Linked DNA regions of Mus musculus: all the other regions are linked to region 2. Evidence: chromatin contacts called from public HiChIP or PLAC-seq and promoter capture Hi-C data. All regions are on one chromosome and are shown on one strand. Each heading gives the region's core, a stretch centred on a gene start, on an enhancer-like site or on the middle of the called end of the contact. The rest is flanking DNA. Distances are from core to core; before and after follow the strand shown. Region 1 holds the start of Psmd9 (proteasome (prosome, macropain) 26S subunit, non-ATPase, 9). Region 2 holds the start of Ift81 (intraflagellar transport 81). Region 3 holds the start of Setd1b (SET domain containing 1B). Region 4 holds the start of Vps33a (VPS33A CORVET/HOPS core subunit). Region 5 holds the start of Atxn2 (ataxin 2).

What was found. Promoter capture Hi-C pulls out the DNA fragments that hold promoters and counts their contacts. HiChIP or PLAC-seq counts read pairs in DNA pulled down with a chosen protein or histone mark.
Region 1: a contact with region 2 is called in a promoter capture Hi-C map of liver, with 3 times the contacts expected there. The contact joins the promoter of Psmd9 here to the promoter of Ift81 in region 2. A contact is called at or near these places in 2 of 39 promoter capture datasets (liver and pre-B cells).
Region 3: a contact with region 2 is called in a promoter capture Hi-C map of pre-B cells, with 1.7 times the contacts expected there. The contact joins the promoter of Setd1b here to the promoter of Ift81 in region 2. A contact is called at or near these places in 1 of 39 promoter capture datasets (pre-B cells) and 1 of 115 datasets of contacts at active chromatin or transcription factors (heart atrium).
Region 4: a contact with region 2 is called in an H3K27ac HiChIP or PLAC-seq map of microglia, with 7 times the contacts expected there. The contact joins the promoter of Vps33a here to the promoter of Ift81 in region 2. A contact is called at or near these places in 2 of 115 datasets of contacts at active chromatin or transcription factors (bone marrow-derived macrophages and microglia).
Region 5: a promoter capture Hi-C map of pre-B cells shows a contact between it and region 2, with 2.0 times the contacts expected there. The contact joins the promoter of Atxn2 here to the promoter of Ift81 in region 2. A contact is called at or near these places in 1 of 39 promoter capture datasets (pre-B cells) and 1 of 115 datasets of contacts at active chromatin or transcription factors (pro-B cells).

What each region holds. Positions count from the first base shown.
Region 1 is chr5:123,226,922-123,229,621 of GRCm38.p6, reverse strand. Psmd9 (proteasome (prosome, macropain) 26S subunit, non-ATPase, 9) reads right to left here and starts at 1,432. Exons shown (of 6, transcript NM_026000.2): 1 at 1,178-1,432. The coding sequence starts at 1,315.
Region 2 is chr5:122,613,234-122,615,933 of GRCm38.p6, reverse strand. It overlaps Ift81 (intraflagellar transport 81), which reads left to right and starts at 1,390. Exons shown (of 19, transcript NM_009879.4): 1 at 1,390-1,496.
Region 3 is chr5:123,140,910-123,143,609 of GRCm38.p6, reverse strand. It overlaps Setd1b (SET domain containing 1B), which reads right to left and starts at 1,417. Exons shown (of 17, transcript NM_001040398.2): 1 at 1,156-1,417; 2 at 483-667; 3 at 156-254. The coding sequence starts at 653. It also overlaps a transcript of Rhof not described here.
Region 4 is chr5:123,571,727-123,574,426 of GRCm38.p6, reverse strand. Vps33a (VPS33A CORVET/HOPS core subunit) reads left to right here and starts at 1,412. Exons shown (of 13, transcript NM_029929.3): 1 at 1,412-1,547. The coding sequence starts at 1,446.
Region 5 is chr5:121,710,172-121,712,871 of GRCm38.p6, reverse strand. It overlaps Atxn2 (ataxin 2), which reads right to left and starts at 1,263. Exons shown (of 25, transcript NM_009125.2): 1 at 596-1,263. The coding sequence starts at 1,236.

The DNA.
Region 1 (2,700 bases), core at 183-2,682, 610 kb before region 2:
CCACGGGCGTGTGAACTTACACAGTAGTAAATTCTGGATCTCAACTCCAGTCCTTATGATGGCCAGTGCCTTTAAACCACTGAGCCATCTCTCCAGCCCCTGACTCCGCCCCTTTGAGCTTCAGGGACACAAGTTAACAATACTGCTGTGACAGTTTCCTGGCACAGCACACATACAAGATAGTACCTTTCAGGCACATGGTCAGCACCTACCTGGCCTGTAGAACCTCTATATGACACCGTCATCTGGCACCCATCACCCAGATGTCATTGTGCCCAGCAATGAGTGTGATTTAGCCTCCCCTTCCTCTATACACTGACTTGGGGTTTTATGAAAAATATATCTGCTTAGGAGGTAAACAGATCACAGAGCCAACCATTCCCCCTTCCTAACTGGGCAAGCATTGGCTCCACTCTGGCCCTGTTTCCCCTTTTACAGTAAAGACAATGTGCTTAATCTGGCTCCACTTAAAAGAGCAATTAGCAGAGGTGAGGGTTTTCTTAAAATCCAGAGTCTTTTCCCTATCCCAATTAGAGTCTGCATTTCATTTTTACTTTTCTTTTTTGTTTTTTTTTTTTTTTTTTTTTTTTGGTTTTTTTTTGAGACAAGGTCTAATATAACCCAGGACAGCCTCGAGCTTACTATGTAGGCAAGAATAACCCTCAAGTCCTGATCCCCCTGCCTCCACTCTCTAAACGCTGGGCTTAAATAGGGATGCCTCCCCTGGCTACAACGTGCATTTTAACAAGATGCCCAATTAATTCTCCCAGTTGACATTTATAAAGTCCTAAAGAAAAGCGGGTGGCGAGGCCAAACCTGGTAATGTCACCTACAGAAAGTGACAGTAGCGATTATCACTATGCCTCAGCAAATAGTCTATCCTTGCGACCGAGGCAGTTTCACTAAGGCCTATATCATGGTTGCACAGGCCCGCGATTCCCGCACTCAGAAAGATGAAGCAGGAGGATCACGAGTTCGAAGCCAGCTTAGGGGCTGCGTTAAAAACAAACAAACAAAAAACTTTAAAATGCAAAGTTAATGCTTCCGAAAATGAAAATTAATCCCACGTAAAGAAAAAATGCTTAAAGGGGCGTGTGGCACGCAGCAAAGACCCCCTCTAGGACACTGCTTGGCAGCGACCCCGAGCCTCGTCCGCAGGCCTCCCCGCCACACTCACGCTCTCCAGGACGTCGTAATTAGCCTTGATCTCCGCCTCGATCTCCTCCTTGCGTCGCATCAGATCCTGGATGTCGCTGACCGCGGCCGCACGGGCCTCGGAGGACTCTGCCCGGTGCGGAACGTCTTCACCCGACATCGCGGACCTCAAGCTAGAGTTCTGGGTTTCCCGGCTACGGACGCCAGCCGAGGCTGAGGCTACGGGTCCTCCCCGGGGCCAAAACAGCTCAGCCAACGCGCAAGTACGGAAACAGATGAAGGGTGGAGCTTGGAAGTGGGCGGGGTCACCGGCTAGATAGACCACGTGGTTTTCAGATGACCCGGTAGAGATAAATAGGCCCATAGAGGACATAGGTATTTACTCCCACTTTATCCTGACTCATTTCCACTTTTCTTGTTCATTCCTTTCTTTTTCATTCTGTCCCCGTCCCTCCATCCGTCCGTTTCCCCACCCCCCCACCCCACCCCGTTTTTCAAGACAGGGTTTCTCTGTGTATCCCTGGCTGTCCTGGAACTCACTCTGTAGACCAGGCTGGCCTCAAACTCAGAAATCCTCCTGCCTCTGCTCCCAAGTGCTGGGATTAAAGCCACCACATCTGGCTTACACTTTTTTTCATTCACTCATCTGAAGGCTGAGTAAACTGGATACCAGCTGTATAAATGTAAGAGGATCCAGTCTTGCCAACCTTGACACTTCAGTTCTTAACATCTACGAAGCCCCTGAGTGTTTGAAAGAGGCTTTCAAGCGATTTGTTTTTTGTTTTCTGTTTCTTTTCTTTTTCTTTTTCCAGACAAGATTTACTGCATCTCAGGCAGGCCTCTAACTCATTGTGTAGATGAAGGCGACCTTGAAGCTCTCCCCAAGTTTTTAGAATATTCTATTTCTTATTGTCATGATCACAGACACCCTCTAACCCCCCACTCCCATTCTATCCATTTCGCACCTCCCTCAACCTATCCTCATCAAAACTTCAAGACCTTTTTTTTTTTCCTTCTTTATAACCTAGTGTGCCCAGTGCCTTTGAGCATCTGATACTCCATCTGCTCCCTCCACAGGCAGGGATTACAGGCATGTACCACCAGGTATGGTTTATGAAATATTGGGGATCAGGAACACTCTACCAACTCAGCTATATCCCCAGCCACTTTCGGGCTGGGGATCCTCATGGTACAACCTATGTTCAAAGTTGGACCATTAACACCGACTATATATATTCCATGTGACCTTAAATAATTTCACCTTCTGCTCTCTGACCTTATTGTGTGACACTAACAGTAATATCTCTCGCTCTTTTTTTTCATTTTTATTTACTAATTTATTCCCTTTGGATCCTGATCAGAGTACACACACCCTAGCAACGTGTCTCTTAAGGGTGTCCAAGTATTTATTGACTTTCACCTCTGTCACGAGGTGCTGGTGTAACAGGCCCCCAGACCTTAGTACAACCGACTCCATAAAGAAAGTACCACTCAGGCTGGAAAACACAGCACACAGACAGCACCACCTGCCAAAACTAAAACAAA
Region 2 (2,700 bases), core at 141-2,640:
GCCTGCTTCTCCTGAGATTCTCAGCTACCTTTCTTACATCGGCCAGGCCCACATGCCCAGGGGTGGCCTTGCTCACAACGGGCCCGGCCCTCCTACACACAATAAATTAATGATGTAATAAAATAAAAAGCAAGGTCGGAGGTGTAACTCAGTGGTAGAGTTCTTTCCTAGCACAGGCTATAGGAGAACAGGATGAGGAGGTGGAGGAAGAGGGGGTGGAGCGGGAGGTGAGGTAGAAGTGACAAGCTTTCAGAACCGCTGTTAGAGCCTGTTAGAAATCTATTCAAAATCTCAAACACAGTTCAGTTAGAAGGTACCATTAGGAGCTTACATACCAGACTTGACCAGGCGTCTCTGGGGGGAAAAGAAAAGCTACCCACAGTTTGTTTCAGACAGAATAAGCAAGGTCTCTATGCTGTAAAACTGTTGCTAGGAATGTCTTCTTAGACTCCTCAGTGAATCCCACCAAGGAATCACAGGGTGAAGTCAGTTCCTCCTTTCGTCTGTAGCAGGTGGGGACACCACAATCTGTCTCTGTGGAACCTGTCTCTAGGTTTGTGTGCCAAGCGCCTTTACCAGTTGAGCTACCTCAACAGGTCATTTGGATTCTTTTTACTGGTCTTTAAACAGCGCTCTGTCTAATGGAGACATGACAGTATGATTCCTTCAGCCATCCCTGTCCCCCAGTAAACGTCACACATACTCTGTCATCACTGAGACATCTTGGTACATTTCTCTCCGTCCTGGGCTGTTTAACTATATTGCCTCTCTTTCCCCATCATCTCTGTGAGGACAGAACCAACCCTATTGGGTCTTGTTCTCTATTGCATTTCCAGCAGTCAGCAGTATGGAATGCCTAATTTATCATTTGTTAGCTTGAGGTTGTGGCAAGTCTGGTATTACATTTACTGTTTCTCCAAGGATGTCTGAGCATCTAACCTAGTTTTCAGAGTAGGCCTCCATTTGTCCCGGTCTGTCTCTCCTCTCCATGTCTGGGTCTCTCAATCCATAGTTTATAATTGTTCCATGCATGATTTAACCTGGAGATTCTTTCGTCGAAAACCTAAATTCGGAAACCACGCCCAATGCTTTCTGACCCCAAACCCTATCCAGTCCTGCTTCAAACAAGTCGCCCCAAGTTTGGTAAATAAATGAATGAATGAATGAAACAGCACACGCAAACAGCACAGGTTAAGCCCTTTGTCAAGGTGAGAACGGTAGACGGTTCGCAAAGGTTATTATCAGCAGGAGTCTAAGTGGGAATAACAGCCAGAGTCACCCTAGGCTTTCTGCAGAGGTTCGGAACCCCAGGTACCAGGGCCAAGCTTTCCAGCCCGAGGCTCCGCCCTCCGGTGTGCGCGCGCCCCCCTCCTCCCCGAGCCAGAGGAAGTGACGTCACCGCATGGCAACCGTTGCCAAGGAGCGGTCTCTAAGAACCCGCAAGCGCCCCAGTGCCTCCCGAGGGTGGGGAGGTGGTTTCGTGAGGAGGATTTGAGGTAACCCCCGCCAACTCGCGGTCGGGAACTCCGCGAACCCCCGAATCCCGTCAAGCTGCGCCCGCTCCCGGCCGGTGGCGGCAGCAGGGCCTGTCGGGGGGCGGGGGGTCGGCCGCGCGGGTCCCCCTCGGTCTCCGGGCGTCGCAGGAGGCCGTAGGCCTGCGCGCGCTGCCCCGGCTGGGCCGGATACCACGCGCGTCCTGGTTTTAATTCTTGCCCCGGCTCCCCCTGGGTGCTGCAGTGGGTGAGTGCTGGTGAATTAGCTCGGCCGGTTGCGCTGGAAGAGGGAGAGTAATTGCTTTTGCTAATTTTAGCGCGCAGCGCCCGGCGGGCAGCGACAGCCCTACCTGGTTCAAGAGCATCTCTGTCCTCTGAAAGCTGGTGGGGCAACGCAGCTCATTTCTTTTCTTAAAAAAGTTTGGAAACTTGGCGTGTATTAGTTGCGCATAATGGGTACCACTGTATTCACACATGCATACATATAGTGTATTCCATCACCCCATCCCCGTTTCTCGCTCTTCGCTTTCCTGCTCCCACGGAATCCATTTCCTAACCCTTCTCCCTTCGACTTTTTTGCCCCCACCTCACTCCCCTTTTCTTTTGGAGGTCCAATGAGTTTAATTATGGTTCCCCACCCTTAGCAACCATTAAGTTGCCTGTAATAATCGTGAGCCCCTCCCCTTTTCTTCTCTTGGCAACATTTTCTTGCTTATCCAGATATTTGGTTTGATTTTGTGTTTCTCAGAGAAGAAAAAGCCGTATGGACAACTTCTAAATTAGTTTAAATATATGTGGATATAAGGATGTGTATTATATTTTTACAGTTGAAAACTTGAGCCTCCCAAGTTTTTAAAAAGTAAAGATATTCTCTGTAATTTATTTATTTCTGGCTTGTTTTTTGAGACAATGCTTCTCTGTAGAGTCCTGGCTGGCCAGGAACTCACTCTGTAGACCAGGCTGGCCTCAAACTCAGAAATCCTCCTGCCTCTGCCTCCTAGCACTGAGATTAAAATTGCACACTACTATCCCTGAGATAGTCTTTATATATAAACTTAAAAAGAAACCTTAAATTTAGCAACCATACTGGTTGTGCCATCCTTTCTTATCTTTTAGAACAACTTTATTTCCTTCCTTCTAGCTTCCTTCCTCCTTTCCTTCCTTCCTTTCTTCCAAATGTCTTCTAAATGTAAGCTTCACCCACCCA
Region 3 (2,700 bases), core at 168-2,667, 530 kb before region 2:
GGAGGGGACACCCCTCTCCCCCCTCCCCGCCAAAACTTCCCAGTCCTGGACGGCGGGAACTAAGAATCCGGCTGGGCTTGGTCAGGACTGGCGTTATTTTCGAACTCGGGGAAGGAGGGGGGGAGGGACCATAAGACAGAGAGGAGGGGTCCTACCTTGAATTTGGGCACAGACAGCTCCAGCTCCTTGTTTTTGGTCCAGATTCCGACCACCCGGGGATCTTCCACGATCTCCACCGGGCGGTTGCTGGACATCTGTGGGCAGAGACAGGGGGTTCAGTATAGAAGGGCTGGCACCCTCCCCAGGGGCAGGGGCAGACCCCCCCCCCTCAAGGCACCAGTCCCACTCCAGGCTGAGGGGAGGGAGTCCTGGCTGACAGTTGGCCCAGGTAGCTGGAAGAGGGGTCCCCCTCCGTTCGCCTCTTGTCTGGGGGCTCCACCGGGGGTGGGTGGGGGTGGCGGGAAGGCGCGCCGGCTACTCACGGCCAGGCTGAAATGCTGCCCATCGTAGCGGTACAGTTTATGGTGCCCCTTTTTCAGAGCCGGGTCAATCATCAACTTGTAACTTCTCCAATGGTGGTTCCTCCTCTCGCCCGAAGGGCCGGGCTGCGGCGGGGGCTGCTGGTGGTGGTGGTGGGGGTGACTGTTCTCCATGCCGTTAACCCAACCTGAAACCCAAGCAAGTTGTTGTCCTCTCCGACGCTTCTACACATTCGCCCGAGAATCCAATCGGCTGGCCCCCACCCCCCTCCCACCTTACCAGCGCGCCCCGAAAGCTTGTCTCGCTGCCTCTCCCCCCCCCCCCCGCCTCCCGAGGAAAAAAAATCTAAGAATGGAGCGAGAGAATAAACCCTTTCCGGAGGGTTTACGCGCCCGCCCGCTCGGCCACCGTCTCCGGCTGGCAGCGAGGGGCTGCCCGGGGCCCCCGCTGCGGGCTGGCGCGGTCCGGGACGCACGGAGGACGCGGGCTCCGGCCCATGGTGCCGCCAGCCGCCCGGCGTGGCGCTCGGCCCGGCTCGGGAGCGGGGCGCGCGGCAGGGCCTGGCGTCGCCCGCCCGGGCGGGGGCCGGGGGCTCGGGCTGCCCGGCTCCTCTGACCGCGGCCTCTCTCTCTCTCTCTCTCTCTCTCTCTCCTCCCTTCCCTGCGCCGCGCTTACATCCCCGCCGGGCGCCGGCCTCCCTGCGCCGCCAGCCAGTACATGGTGTCCCCCGCGGGAGCCGAGGCCGGGGCGGCCGGACCGGGGGCCGGGATGGGGGGGACGCCGCCTTAGCGGCTGCCGGGCCCCGAGCTGCCGCTGCCCTTGCTGCTGCCGCCGCCGCTGCTGCTGCTGCTGCTGCCCGGGAGGCGGCTGGCGGCGGAGGCTCGGCTCCCAGTAGCCGCACATCCCACAATACACCGCTAAGGAGCCCGACCCGAGTGCTCACCCTCCTCCTCTTCCTCCTCCTCCTCCTCTTCCTCCTCCCCTCGCCTTCCTCGCCGCTTCCCCAGGCACTCTCCCGGCGGCGGCAGCTGCGCCGCCAAAGCCCCGGGCCCCAGCGGCCCCCCACCCCTCACTCGCGCGCTCCCACACTGCCTCCCCCCCCTTCCCCGGGGGGAAGGCCTTTTAATTTATTTATTCTGCTGGGACTGAGGTGGGGGGCTTGGCTGACGGGGGAGAGGGGGGTCTCCACGGCTTCTATCTCCCCCGCGGCTGGGGCTACCCTTCCAGCTACGGAAGACTCCACGGTGTGCGCCCCCAGGGCCTCCCAAACTGTTTCCAAACTGCCCAGGCCGGTGGTGGACGCGTGGAGTCTCGGCGAAAAGGGCTGGGTTTCGAGTGGGGGGTGATCGTGTGTATGACTACTAGAAGCCTGGAGGGGAGGCAGACGTCGACCCCAAACGAGTTTGCAATCGAGGTATCTCCGATCCCGCTTCCTCTTTGGCCCGCACGCCCCCTCCCTCCCAGGAGCTGTGCTGGGGAAGGGAAACCAAGGTTTGGAACCACACTAGCCTTCACATTCCTGGGAGGATACAACCCTCGCCTGGACGGGGAAGATAGCTCTTTCTCTTTATTTTTTCGTTTTTATTTTTTGCCTTTCTGTTTTTATTTTTGGAGGGGAGCGCCCAGTAATTGTCTTGAACACATGCTTCTCCCTCCCTCCTTCCTCCAGCCACCAGCGACAGAGAGTCCCCTTTTTTGCATTTATCATTTTCCTTCCCCTTTCTTTATTAAAGGTCCGGGAGTGGCGGCGGCCAATCAGCGCTCGGCTTCCATTTTGTGAGTTCAACTCGTAGGCTTCCCCGGCTTTTCGCGTGGATCTGGTTGCAGACGCCCTCGGTCTCTCTTCTCGGGCTGCCGAGGCGAAGCAGCCGCCTCGCCGGGGCTTCGTGGTGGTGTATTTCATATTGGGGCTCTTTTCGGGGTTTGTAATTTGGCCGTGGGTAGGTAATTGGCTGGAGCAGGGCGGCAGGGTGCGGCAGCCAATCAGCGCGCGGCTTCTATAGGGCTTGAGTTATTAGACGCTGATCTCAAAACATCCTTCATCAGACTCCAAGGAGAGGCCAACAGATGAGGGAGCCATTTTTCTGCAATGGAATTAAATGGCCAAGTGGGTTTTTCCTTTGTTGCAAATGGGGAATGCTTTTCCTTTGACTCCACCATCCAGTTCAGGACGCCTGAATGTGTTTAACATTTGCCAAAGGACTCACACTTGGAAGAATG
Region 4 (2,700 bases), core at 163-2,662, 960 kb before region 2:
CTTGCAACAGATTATTATTCTCAACTTCAGTATCATTAACTTGCCGTGAGTCCATGGAGATCAGAAGTGGGCATAGAGGATGTGGAACTGGAATGCTGGAGTTACAGGCAGTTTTGAGCTGGAACCCCAACTCTGGTTCTCTGGAAGAACAGCGTGTTCCCACTAAGCCATCTCTCTCTCTTATTTTTTAAACTGTGTTTGCCTGAAAGTATCTATCAGTGCTGTGTGCCTTGCTCTCCTAGGTGAGAAAGGGGCACTAGATCCCGTGTTAGCATTTCTTCCAGGCTCTGCTGCGCAGTTACCTGGCAACAGCCATGTGTGCCTGACTCAATATAAAAGAGGCTGCTTGCGGCCCCCCCCCCCCCACTCTCTTACCTTCTCTCTTCCCTCTCCCTTCTCTCTCCTTTCCCCTTTCCTGTCTGTCTCCACGTGTTCCTGGCCGGCCTCTACGCCTCTATTTTCTCCCTCTCCCCCTCTCTCTTTCCCTTCCCCTTTCCCTCCTCTCCCCTCCCCACCTCCTTCCTCAACTCCCCTCCCCATCTCCCCATGCCCTAAATAAACTCTATTCCATACTATATCCGTCATATGGCTGTTACCTCATGGGGAAGGGATGTCTCAGCATAAGCTCGCAGAGGCACCACCTTCCACCTCACCATACCTCACTCTATCAAGCATATCCCTGGCTTCCTTTTCTTGTTTTATAAAACACAACACCCTGGAACCGGAGTTACAGATGGTCACGAGCTATACTGTGGATCCTGGGAACCTGGTCTATGGGAGAGCAGCAGGTGCTCTTAACTGGTGAACCATCTCTCCAGTCCATTTATTGTTTGTTTATGTGGAGACAGGTCTCACTGTGTAGCCCTGGTTGTCCTGGAGCTCGCTATGTTTACCAGGCTGGCCTTGAACTTGGAGAGATAAGCTTGCTCTGCGATTGAACCACTTACTGGGTGTAGTAAGGTGCATTTTGTAGTTTGGCCTCGATCGCCATTTTACACCAGTATTCTAGCTGTGAAGACACAAGGATGGTGCTTTTAAACGCGACAAATAACATCTAAATTCCATCCTTAAGACCTGGGGATGGTGGCTCACGTCTTTAATCCCAGCACTTAGGAGGCAGAGGCAGGCGGATTTCTGAGTTCGAGGCCAGCCTGTTCTACAGAGTGAGTTCCAGGACAGCCAGGGCTACACAGAGAAACCCTGTCTCGAAAACAAACAAACAAAGTCAATTTTCACTGCTCACCATTCTTAGGCATGGTAGGGAAATACTTTAGAAAGGGGCGGGGAGGGGACTCCTCCTCGCATGCGCACTAGGACCTTGAAGGAGCATCACTGTCAGCAGGACTCCGCCTTTCGCGTTCAATGTGCCTCAGCGACTCGGATCACGTGAACGTCCCGTCACGTGACGCAGGCGGCGTCTGGGGAAATGCGGGTGCCCGGGCAAGATGGCGGCGCACCTGTCGTACGGGCGAGTGAACCTGAACGTGCTGCGCGAGGCGGTGCGTCGGGAGCTGCGCGAGTTCCTGGACAAGTGCGCTGGGAGCAAGGTGAGGGACAGGGCCCCGGCGCCACCAAGCTTGGCCGGGCGGGACTGTGCGAGGCCGTGGGGGCGATCAGGTCGCCCGCTCAGTGACAGCCCCTGGCCGGGAGCTCCCCGACCTGCGAGACAGTTGTCCTTTCCAGCCTGGAAGCACGCACGCCCACAGCCCTCGGCACACAGCTTGTGAAAGACAAGCTGTCACTTCGTAACTTCAACATGGATCGTTTTTTGTCTAGATCGGGGACTTCATAGAATTTCCTTTCTTCCTGTTTTCCTCTCAGTGTTTGAGACAGGGTAACGCTGTGTAGCCCTCGAACTCACTGAGATCCACCTGTCACTGCCTCTGAGTGCTGGGATCGGCTCTCCATTTTATTTTTGAGCCTATTCCTGGCTATATAGACTGTTCCTGCCGGCACTCCTCCTTTCTCTCGCCTCTGGCACTACAGGCATGAGCCATGCTGTGAGGTTTTCTTTTAAGCATTTTTTCCCTCTATTCTGAGATTTATTAATCATACCCCATCCCTCTACAGGGAATGGGAAGTTCTAATCTGAAGAAAAAAACAAAACAGATGCTCAAAGAATCAGTTTTGGGCCCGGCAGTGGTGGCGCACGCCTTTAGCCCCAGCACTTGGGAAGCAGAGGCAGACGGATCTCTGAGTTCGAGGCCAGCCTGGTCTACAGAGTGAGTTCCAGGACAGCCAGGGCTACACAGAGAAACCCTGTCTTGAAAAAACCAAGAACACTCCCTACCCCCACCCACCCAAAAAGAATCAGTTTTGTAAACATAGCTCCAACTAAGTCATTGAGTCAAAAAGGCAGATTATTAAATCACAGGGGGCAGTATTAAACTGAAAATGATGTCGAAATCAGATATAATAGATTGTGTGGACCAGGTTTACAAAGTGTTTCTCCTGGAGGAAGCAGGGATCTTTGATGCCAGTATCATGAAATTTCCCCCTTTGTGGAAGGTTCTTTTCGACCCTTAGGCTATAATGTGACCAGAGCCTTTAAAAATCCTAACTCTAACTTTTAGAAGAATATTCTGGAAAGGTGGCTTAGAGGTGAAGAGGGAGTGTAGCTCTTCCAGAGGAGCCCAGATCAGTTGCTGGCACCTACAGACAACCACTTGTAACCCCAGATCCTTGGAAATTTGATGGATC
Region 5 (2,700 bases), core at 14-2,513, 900 kb after region 2:
TCCCCAGTTGGGGGGGGGGAGGGGAAGAACGGCCCGCTGCGGGAACCCCGCCGCCCCAGATCTAAAGGGGGATGGGTGCGTTAGGCCGCTGGCACCCACCTCGCCTCCGTCGCCCACCTTCCCAGGGTCTGCGGGGCGGGGGATAGATATGCAGGACACCCGGCTTGACCCTACCTGGGGCGGCTGGGCCTCAATCTCCCCTCCTCCCTCCCGACTCCCCACCCGGCAAAGAGGCTCATTTCAGGAGAGGATCCCCCCACCCCCTGCGACCCGCACCCAGGCTCAGCCGCCCTTCTATCGGGGGGGGGGGCGCAGCAAGGGGGTGGGGCGGGATACCAATCGCCCCTGGCACACCCGGGAGGGGCAGGGGGCCGCCAGGGCCGTCCATCTTGGCCGTCTGGGGGGAGGGGACGCGATGGTGCGGGAGGCTGGACACGGCCCGAGAAGCCCGAAGGAATCTGCCGGCGCCTCCCGCCCCTCCGCGGGCCCCCCGGCACATCGCGAAGCCGGCCGGTCACGGGGCGCGAGGCGGGGGAGGGGACGAGCGGCGCGGGATCGGCCCGGCGCGGAGGGGGCTGGGGGAGCTGACACCCACCTGCCCAGGCCGGGACGCCCGCCGCCCGCGGCCGCCGAGGAAGACGCCACCGGCGCGGCCGGGGCCGGCACCACGGAAGCCGAGGTCACCGCGGCCGAGGCCGGCGCGGCGCCGGGCGACGAGAGCAGGCCGCCGCCGGGCTTGCGGCCAGTGGCGGGCGCGGGCGGCTGCGGCTGCGGCTTCAGCGACATGGTGAGCGGCCCATACACCGGCTCGCACGCCGGGCGGGGACAGCCGGGTGCCGGGCGCGCCGAGGAGGAGACGCCGGAGCGCGGCGGGGACGCGCGGACGCCGGGCGGGCAGGCGCGGGCCGGCGTGGCCGCGGGGGCCAGAGGCAGCAGGACAACGACGAAGGGGCGGGGAGGCCCGCAGACACCGAGCAGCCGCCGGGAGCCGGGCCGGGACGCGCCGTGGCCGTTGCTACCAAAACAGTCTGAGGCGCAGGGTGGCGAGCGCGGCCCGCGGGGAGGGGCGCCGGGGCCGCGCGGGGGAGGGCCGGCGGAGGGATACGCCACCGCGCCGCCCCGCCCGCCGCGCCGCGCCGTCCGCGGGAGCGAGCGCCGCGCGGCCCAGCCCGCCGGGCGGCGCGGCTCGGGGTCCCCCGCCGCGGGCCGCTGAGCGGCGGCGGTGGACGAACGCATGGGACCCGGGCTGGCGGACGCGGACGGGGTTGACGCGGGCCTGGAGGGCGCGGAGATGCGAAACAGACCCGGGGCGGGGGAGGTGTCGGGGGTGGGGGGGGGGACTCTTTACCGGAAGTCGGAAGGGTCAGGCGGAAGTCGAACGTGAGACGGCCCGGGGGGCCGATCAGGGACACGTGAGGAGCGGGGCGCAGCGCTGGGCCGCGTTCGCTCTCCCCGGGGTCGAACTAGGGCCGTGGAGGGGGCCAGGAGGGATCCGCCCTCGCCAAGGCGGGTCTGAACTTCGGGATCTGCTTCGGGGACGGGCGCCGTGAGCTGCTCGGGTGTCCTCGACCCCCTTGGAGGACCTTGATTTCACCCCACCCCCACCCCACCAAATCACAACTTAGAGGATGGCCTGCGGGCACCTTCGGGGCGGGGACCTGCAATCGGGGCCTGGCACACAGTAGGCCCCCAGGTGCCACTGCGTGCCGACTTGCCCTGCCAGCGTGGGGAAGCTTGCCGCCTCAGAAGCCACCGCCAGCTGCTTCACTTTGCCCCACTTTATTCACCCCGGCGAACTGTTGGGTCTCTGACCTTCATTTGAACCCTCTTTTTTTTTTTCCCCCTAGCTCGCTCGGACTTCTTAGTTCCTCCTTCAGGGGACCCGAAGGGAAATGGACCTGATTGGTAGTAGAACTGGGTGATGGGGTCTCCCTCGGTGAAGACTAAACAGACTTTCCCAAGAATGTCAACTTTAGACCTTGACCCCTTTTAAAAACTTTTACTTTAACTCGGGAAGGCCACCAAACACTGGTCCGTTTTTTTTTTTAAGGTGTTGTAATTAAATTGGAAACAAATGGTTAACTTTTTTCAAATGAGTTTAAATTGGTTTTTTTTTTTTTCTTTCTTTTCTAAGTGAAATTGCTTAAGAAGGTGATGGGCCGAGGGAAAAAAAAAAACCCTCAACCTATTAAAGTCATTCCAGTGAATTAAAGGCAGGCATGGTGTTCTTGCCTGTAGTACGAGCACTTGGGAAATGGAAGGAGGATTAGACAGTCAAGGTCATCTTCACCTTCATGAGGGAATTCTAGGCCAGGCTAAGCTACAAGAGACCCAGTCTCAAGAAGGGGCAATTCAATGAAGAGTTACCCCTGGTTATGGCACATGCCTTTAATCCCAGCTCTGGACAGGCAACTGGATCTCTTGAGTTCCAGACTTGTTGGTCTACATGGATTTTTTTTTTTTTAAGTAGCTAGCAGATAGCTCAGAAGGTAAAGGCCCAGGCTGCCTAAGCTCACCACCTAACTCTCAACCCTGGAGCTGGCATGTGGAAGAAGAAAACTTAAATGCTTGGAATTGTCCCCAGCCCTCCACCCTTGGATTGTGCCACACATATATAAGCAATATAAGTATGACCTTGTCGGTGGTGGTTTTTGTTCTTGTTTGGTTTTTTCCGAGACAGGGTTTCTCTGTGTAACAGCC